Linked DNA regions of Mus musculus: region 1 is linked to region 2. A link is a contact called in public Hi-C data. All regions are on one chromosome and are shown on one strand. The core of a region is the stretch at or near the end of the contact, and the rest is flanking DNA. Distances in the headings are between cores, read along the strand shown. Region 1 holds the start of Psmd7 (proteasome (prosome, macropain) 26S subunit, non-ATPase, 7). Region 2 holds the start of Tk2 (thymidine kinase 2, mitochondrial).

Region 1 (3,342 bases), core at 504-3,003, 3.3 Mb before region 2:
GACAAACTAGGCTCATTTCTGTTTATGATTTGTAACCTTAATTACAAGTGGCTCTGCACTTCCTGTTCCAGAAAACTGTGCCTTTGTTTCCAACCATCTTGCAACCCTAACTTTGTTTCAAAAGGTTGTATGACTGCCTTGGTTCTCACTACCTTGTTAGGTCGTTGTTATGACTGCCTTGTTAAGACCACCTTGCAATCATGTCTATGTTTCAGAGGGTCTTTGCGACTGATGTCTTATGTTCATGTTCTGCTCCTGTAACCCTGCCTATTTTGAGCACCAAATCCCCTATTTGAAAATTCCCTACCTCTGAGCTATAAAAACCTTGTCTTTCTCATGCCCAATGCTGATTTCTTGAACCATCCCCTGCACCAGCACCACCACACACACACACACACACACACACACACACACACACACACACACACCCGTTTTTAGGAAGAGACAGCCCATGTACACAAATAAAAAAATGCTTGTTTTAAAGCTATGATATGCTTACAGACGGGAGACTGGCATGGCTGTCCTCTAAGAGGCCCTACCAGCAGTTGACTTAGACAGACAGATACTTACACCCAAGCATTGAATTGAAATTGGGGACCCCTATAAAAACTAAATTAAATTGAATAAATAAAAATGCTTGCTTTAATTAATTAATTTTAATTAATTTAGCCATGGTGTTTTGGGTTGGTGGCCTTTCTCCCCAAATCTTTGGGATTAACAAAACCTGAATGTTGTTGCACTCATTATGTCACAGTGAGCATTAAGGAAAATTCCCAGAAATAAAAACTATAGATAAAGTATCCAGTCATACACCCAAAGTGTGCCCTTGGTGTTAGAGACCGAGAGCATCTCTAAACCACGTGTGGTCGCATATGCTGTCACCCTTGTACTTAGGAGGAGGTAGAGACAGGGGACCACCCTGGACTATACAACAATTTCCATGCTAGTCAATGTCATAGAAGGCCCAACTTCAAAAGCAATGAAATAAAACATTAAAAATAAATAAATAAAAACCAGGTGTGATGGCATATGACTTTAACTCCAGCACTCAGGGAACAGAGGCAGGTAGAGGCCAGTCAGGTCTACAACGTGAGTTCCAGGACAGCCAGGGCTGTTACATAAAGAAACACCGTCTCAAAAAAAAAAAAAAAAAAAAAAAAAGAAGCAAAACAAAACAAAAACCAAAACCCAAAAACAAACAAACAAACAAATGAAACTCCTCTGGGAAATTTTGAAACAGTGCTGACTTAAAGTGTTAAGTGAAAGTTAAGGGCTGGTGAGATGGCTCAGTGGGTAGGAGCACCTGACTGCTCTTCCGAAGGTCCAGAGTTCGGATCCCAGCAACCACATGGTGGCTCACAACCATCCGTAGCGAGATCTGACTCCCTCTTCTGGTGTGTCTGAAGACAGCTACAGTGTACTTACATATAATAGATAAGTAAATCTTTGAAAAAAAAAAAAGAAAGTTAAATATATGTCGTTAATTATTTGATTAGTAGAAGTACACGCTGTTACTACTTATGTTTATCTGCCTTTTTCTACAACCTTCCAAGGAGGAGAAATGGTGAGCTGGCAAACAACTGAGGAAAAACAAAAACGAAAACAAAAACAAAAACAAAAACCTAGGGAAAGGCTCAATGCCAAGCTTCGTCAATAGCCTAAGTCCCACAGAAGGCAAGGCGGTTCTTTCCCTTTCTCAAGATGGCGCCCCTGGCGACAGGGCGGGCACGAGCGCAAAGCGCTCTGGGAGCGGAAGTCGACTGTGCAGCGGCGGTCAAACCGGAAGGGGAGGTGCTGGGGCCTGGAGGAGCGGCCTGTGTCGCTGCGGTTGCTGGTGTTTGCGGGTTGCAGGGAGCCGGGCCGGTGGTCGGGCTGTGTCGCGATGCCGGAGCTGGCGGTGCAGAAGGTGGTGGTTCACCCCCTGGTGCTGCTCAGTGTGGTGGATCATTTCAACCGGTGAGCGGGTGGCGCGTGGCGGCCACACGGCGCAGGGCTGCTGAGTCACGGGCGCGCCGGGCACAAACGCGGCGGCCGGGGACACGGGTTGGGACAAGCGACCCCAGCGGCTCCACACCGCGGTGCTCGGTACCCATTGACAGCCTCGCACCCCCACCGAGGCCGCCACTCCTGAGTCTGGCCCGCCTGGCGAGGCCCCGGAGCCGGAACGATGCTACCCGCCGAGGCCGCGCCTTTTCCCAGAACGGCTGGGCGCCGTTTAAGACCGAGCTTCAGTCTCGTGTGCCCGTGCCTGTAAAAGCTGTCACTGAAACCCCGGTCTCGGAGTCCCCGATGAACGATTTTCTGGATGAGGCAGGGATCATAGCCAAGTTTCGATTTGGGATTCTGGTCGAATGGTACCTTTAAAATGGGAATGAATAAGGTGTCGGCTTGTTCCTCTAAAAACGAGGCAGGTGCAGATTGGGGCCAGCCTACAGTTCCCTTGGGTAGCTCACTGCCACCCTTGCCTGCTCCAGCCGTTCATCCGGCCAGACCTGTTGCACGTGTTCGGAAGTTTTACAAGATAATTAGTGTGAGGAGTTAACAAATATGAAGGTCCAGTAGGGAGTCTACTTGCAGTCAAGTCGGCGCTAGTGCCTGGTCTGAAGCAGGCTTTGTGCAGCTAACTCAACCAGAGCCAAAAAAAAAAAAAAAAAAAAAAAACCTCAAGACGGAGCCTTTTGAGTCTGAATTCAGTTGTATTGTTCGGAATGCCTGGGATACTAGGGGCCCTGATGGGGTGAACACTGTTTAAGCTTTATTTTAACAATTGGTAAGAATGGGGGGGGGGGGTGCAGACACTGTTGGTAGTTGTATCAAGGAACAGATGGAGGGGCTTTAAAGACTCGTGGATGAAGTTTCCTTTGGCATGTGGAAACTCGTTGTTTGAAGTAGTTTTAGTGGGTTAGAGAGGTGTAATGTTACTTTCACTGTGGCTTGTGTGTTTCCTTAGCATAGAATTAAGTTGTTTCCAAATATGCAGTTTGTTAGTGGCTAAAGAAAACAATTCTTGCTGGGCGTGATGGCGCATGCCTTTAATCCCAGCACCCCGGAGGCAGAGGCAGGCGGATTTCTGAGTTCGAGGCCAGCCTGGTCTACAAAGTGAGTTCCAGGACAGCCAAGACTACACAGAGAAACCCTGTCTCGGAAAAAAAAAAAAACAAAAACAAAACAAACAAACAAAAAAAAACAAAACTGGTACTTCTCTTAGATCTTCATCCCTGGAGAGATTTCAGTGTAGCGAGGAGGGGAAAGAGTTTAAAGGATAAAGCTGAGAAAAAGAAAAACAAGCATGACTTTTTCTCCAAGGGAGTATCTGGAATCTTTAGAAAGTATCCTTCCAAT
Region 2 (3,433 bases), core at 659-3,158:
TTATTTAAAAACTAAAAGGCTACAAGAAAGGAATTTGGCCGTTTTCAGCACAGAAATTATTCCGAAGAGACAGACTTATCCTGATATGAATATCACACAATGTGCACATGTAATAAAACATCCAATGGTATCTTGTAAATAAATACAATTATGTATCAGTTAAAATAAAAAATATAAATTCTATAAAGCAAGGATCTGTCTGCTTCTCTGCTCGAAGGGTCCCCATGGTCTGGGCCACTCATCAATAGCTATAGAATATATAGCCTGAACTTATGGCCTGGCCCTGTTAGTCTGTCCTTGCTCTCAGAACGTGCAAGCCTGTCTCTAGAGTACTTTTCGCCTCCCACTGCTGTTAGTTGTCCCACAGTTTATAAAGTGCTCCGGTGTAGCCAGGACAAACCATCTTGGAGCATTTCATGATGATAGACACAGGAAGAATATGTCACTTCCATTATGTGAATTAAGTCTCATGATTTCTTTTGGAGAACTGAATAACCACCCGTCCTAGTTTGCTTCTCTGTGATAAAACAAACACTGACCAAAAGCAATTTGGGGGAAGAAAGGGTTATTTGGCTTACAGGAGGGAAGACAAAGTAGGAACTCAAGGCTGGAACCGGAGGCAGAAGAAGCAGAAGCAGAAGAACTAAGAGTGTTTATCAGCTTCAGTAGTTCTCTGGTTTGCTCATTCATAAAGACCCGCAGCTCACCTGCCCAGGGACAGCATTGCCCATAGCAAGGAGGCAAAAAACAAAAACAAAACAAAACAACAACAACAACAAAACCCCTCCTTCATCAATTAGCAACAGGAATATGCTCCACAGACATGCGCACAGGCCAATCTGCCGCAGCCAGTTTCTCAATTGAGGCTCCCTTTCCCGAGGTGTTTCTAGTTTGTGTTGCCTTGGTAAGAATTAACTAGCCCACAACCCCAGTCCATTTAGATCTCTTTGGATCCTGCCCATCTAAGATCTGTTCATTTGGCTGAATCTGATCAACAGTTACCAACAATCTCACCCCAAGACGCTCACACACACACACACACACACACACACACACACACACACAACTGTCGACTTTGAATTTGAAGATTTTATTTGCCTTTACTAGGTGCCTAGCAAATAAACAGGAAGCCCTGTTAGGGTGATGGCTTTTTTGTTACAGATCTAAAAGAGTAAAACAAAACCCAGAAAATGTCTTTCTTCATTTTGCCCAAGACGACTGCCAGCATCTTGCCACCTGGAAGAAGTGGAAATCTTCTTTACACGCATTGTAACTGCCCATATACAGTCAAGGCGGCAACATCTGGGCTTATTGGTCTTGAATGGGTGAATTATAGTACCCAAGCTTATTTTTGCTTACAAGTTGGCCTTACATGCTTTTTTTCTTATCCCTTTTTTGTTCATTCAGGGGAGATATTCGTTATGCTTTCCCGAGGAACATTAAAATCCAAACGTTGAAAATGTCAAAGACTGTAACATTTGGGAACAATGGCTTTCACGGCCCTCTCACCTGTGTCCCTCACACTGTTTTTTGTGATGGTGGGGATTAAACCTAGGAGGGCCCTTTGAAGCCCAAGGACAAGCTTGGAAAATGTTCCCAAGTTTGACAAGGTCTACTTGCAGAGTATTTTCGAAGGAAAATACAGGACATCCTGAGTAGGCGGTGCGAGGTGTGGATGGAGCCGGCAACCAAGGAAGTAATCGGATATACTAAGCAGTCCCCGGCATTATTATGCCATCCATTCTCTAAATCTACTTGGGTCAGGGCCATTCTGCGGTCTGTAAGTGGGGAAATCCTCACTTTGAATCTCTTCGGTGTAGCCTAGAGGGAGAAATACTAGCGGATCCCTTAAGGGGCGGGGCCGGACAAGGGGTGGGGCGGGGCTCCAGGACGCACCGGAAGGAAGTAGGACTTGCACATCAGCCAGGGACTATGCTGCTGCGGTCGCTGCGTAGTTGGGCTGCCCGGTCCCTGCGTAGCGTGGGCCCGGGGAGCTCCGGGAGCCCCGGGAGCCTCGATTCGGGCGCCGGGCCGCTGTGGGCACCTCGCCGCGCCTGGCCTCCGGGTAACTAGTGCTTTTGTGCCACCTCGTAGGGGCCACACTGAACCCCGCCCCCTCACCTGCTAGTCCCCAGGAAGGGTCTGGGGACTGTGGGACCCTAATGAACTGTCAGGATCGGCACTTAGTGGGGCTCAAACGCGGCTTCTCGGCCCATTTTTTTAATTTTTATTTTTTATTGTCAGATTCTTTAGGCTTGGGAGGTGGCTAGTTGGGGCACGAGCTGTATTTAATCAGCTCTTAGTGGATGCAGGTGTCTGCGGACCTAGGGGGCGGGTTCAGGCTTGCGACTTTCTCCTCTTGCTGGCAGTGCGGATCTTTCTCTTCGGAAATGGAAGCCAGGTGACATAGCTTTCATTGGCCTCGGGCTGCTGCTGCCAGGTGGGTTGGCAGTGTTGCCAGTCTTGGCCTAGACAGCCTGGGTCCCAACCCTTGGAATCTCTCAGAGTGTAGGTTATCCCTGGGTGCGCTGTGAAGATCCTAAGCACACAATCCAGGTGAAACGGAAAGTAGAATGTACCGAGCAAAGGAAACTAAGCAAGCACACATGGGCCTGGGCCCAGTACAGCGACACATACGGACCCAACTGTAGAGAGTCCCAAGAATGGCAAACATTTTTTGTAAGCCAGGGAACACGCATACGCAATGACTGTGTGGTCATTTATCAGGTCAGCACAGAGCAGAGTGAATAATTGAAACATCGATTTCCTTTCCTTTTTTAGATAAAGATAGAGAAAATGATAAGGAGAAAAAAGCAGTGGTAAGTTTCTCTTTGCATGCTTTCTCCAGCGTAATTTCGGTTTGGTTTTGTTTTTTTTTTTTTTTTTTTTTTTGAGGCGGAGAACAAAAACAATGGTGCGCACAGTGAAAAACCAAACCCAAGACGATATCCAGGGTCACAAATCTCTCTTCCTTCTTGTGGCCCGGTTCCTCTCCTTAGATTCCATCACCGTTAGCCATTTCTTGTGTGTACGGGCGGGAGTGGGGCCTCGAGCTGCATTCAGGTAGTAAGCACTCATGTTCAGGTGTTTGTGAACTGCCAAAGATGCTGACCGAGCCATCTAAACGGCTTAAATTGCATCTATTTGCTTCACTGCCGATTGCCCCGCCCAGATGTGGGGGGAAGTGTTCTTCTCACTTCCTTCTGCTGTCTAGTGGAGACCAGAGAATCCACGAGGGACCTCAGGGTGGCCTCAGTCAGGAGGTGCTTGACAGGCAGGCTCTGGGGGTTGGGGCTGTGAGGTCAAAGGAAGTGCAAGTTAGACAGGTTTAAATGTTGCAGCAGTATTTTGGTTACCACCAGCCCAAGGGTTCAGTTTCTTCCTTTGAGATCATCTCACCCCAGGCTGGCCTCAAACTTGTGATCCTTCGGCT

What was found. Hi-C and Micro-C count contacts between places; a contact is called where the count stands out from the background.
Region 1: a contact with region 2 is called in a Hi-C map of B cells, with 6 read pairs. The contact joins the promoter of Psmd7 here to the promoter of Tk2 in region 2. A contact is called at or near these places in 2 of 39 promoter capture datasets (liver and pre-B cells) and 3 of 484 Hi-C or Micro-C datasets (B cells, CD4 T cells and the G1E-ER4 cell line).

The regions. Positions count from the first base shown.
Region 1 is chr8:107,586,893-107,590,234 of GRCm38.p6, reverse strand. It overlaps Psmd7 (proteasome (prosome, macropain) 26S subunit, non-ATPase, 7), which reads left to right and starts at 1,753. Exons shown (of 7, transcript NM_010817.2): 1 at 1,753-1,956. The coding sequence starts at 1,883.
Region 2 is chr8:104,247,033-104,250,465 of GRCm38.p6, reverse strand. It overlaps Tk2 (thymidine kinase 2, mitochondrial), which reads left to right and starts at 1,908. Exons shown (of 10, transcript NM_021028.3): 1 at 1,908-2,065; 2 at 2,782-2,819. The coding sequence starts at 1,933.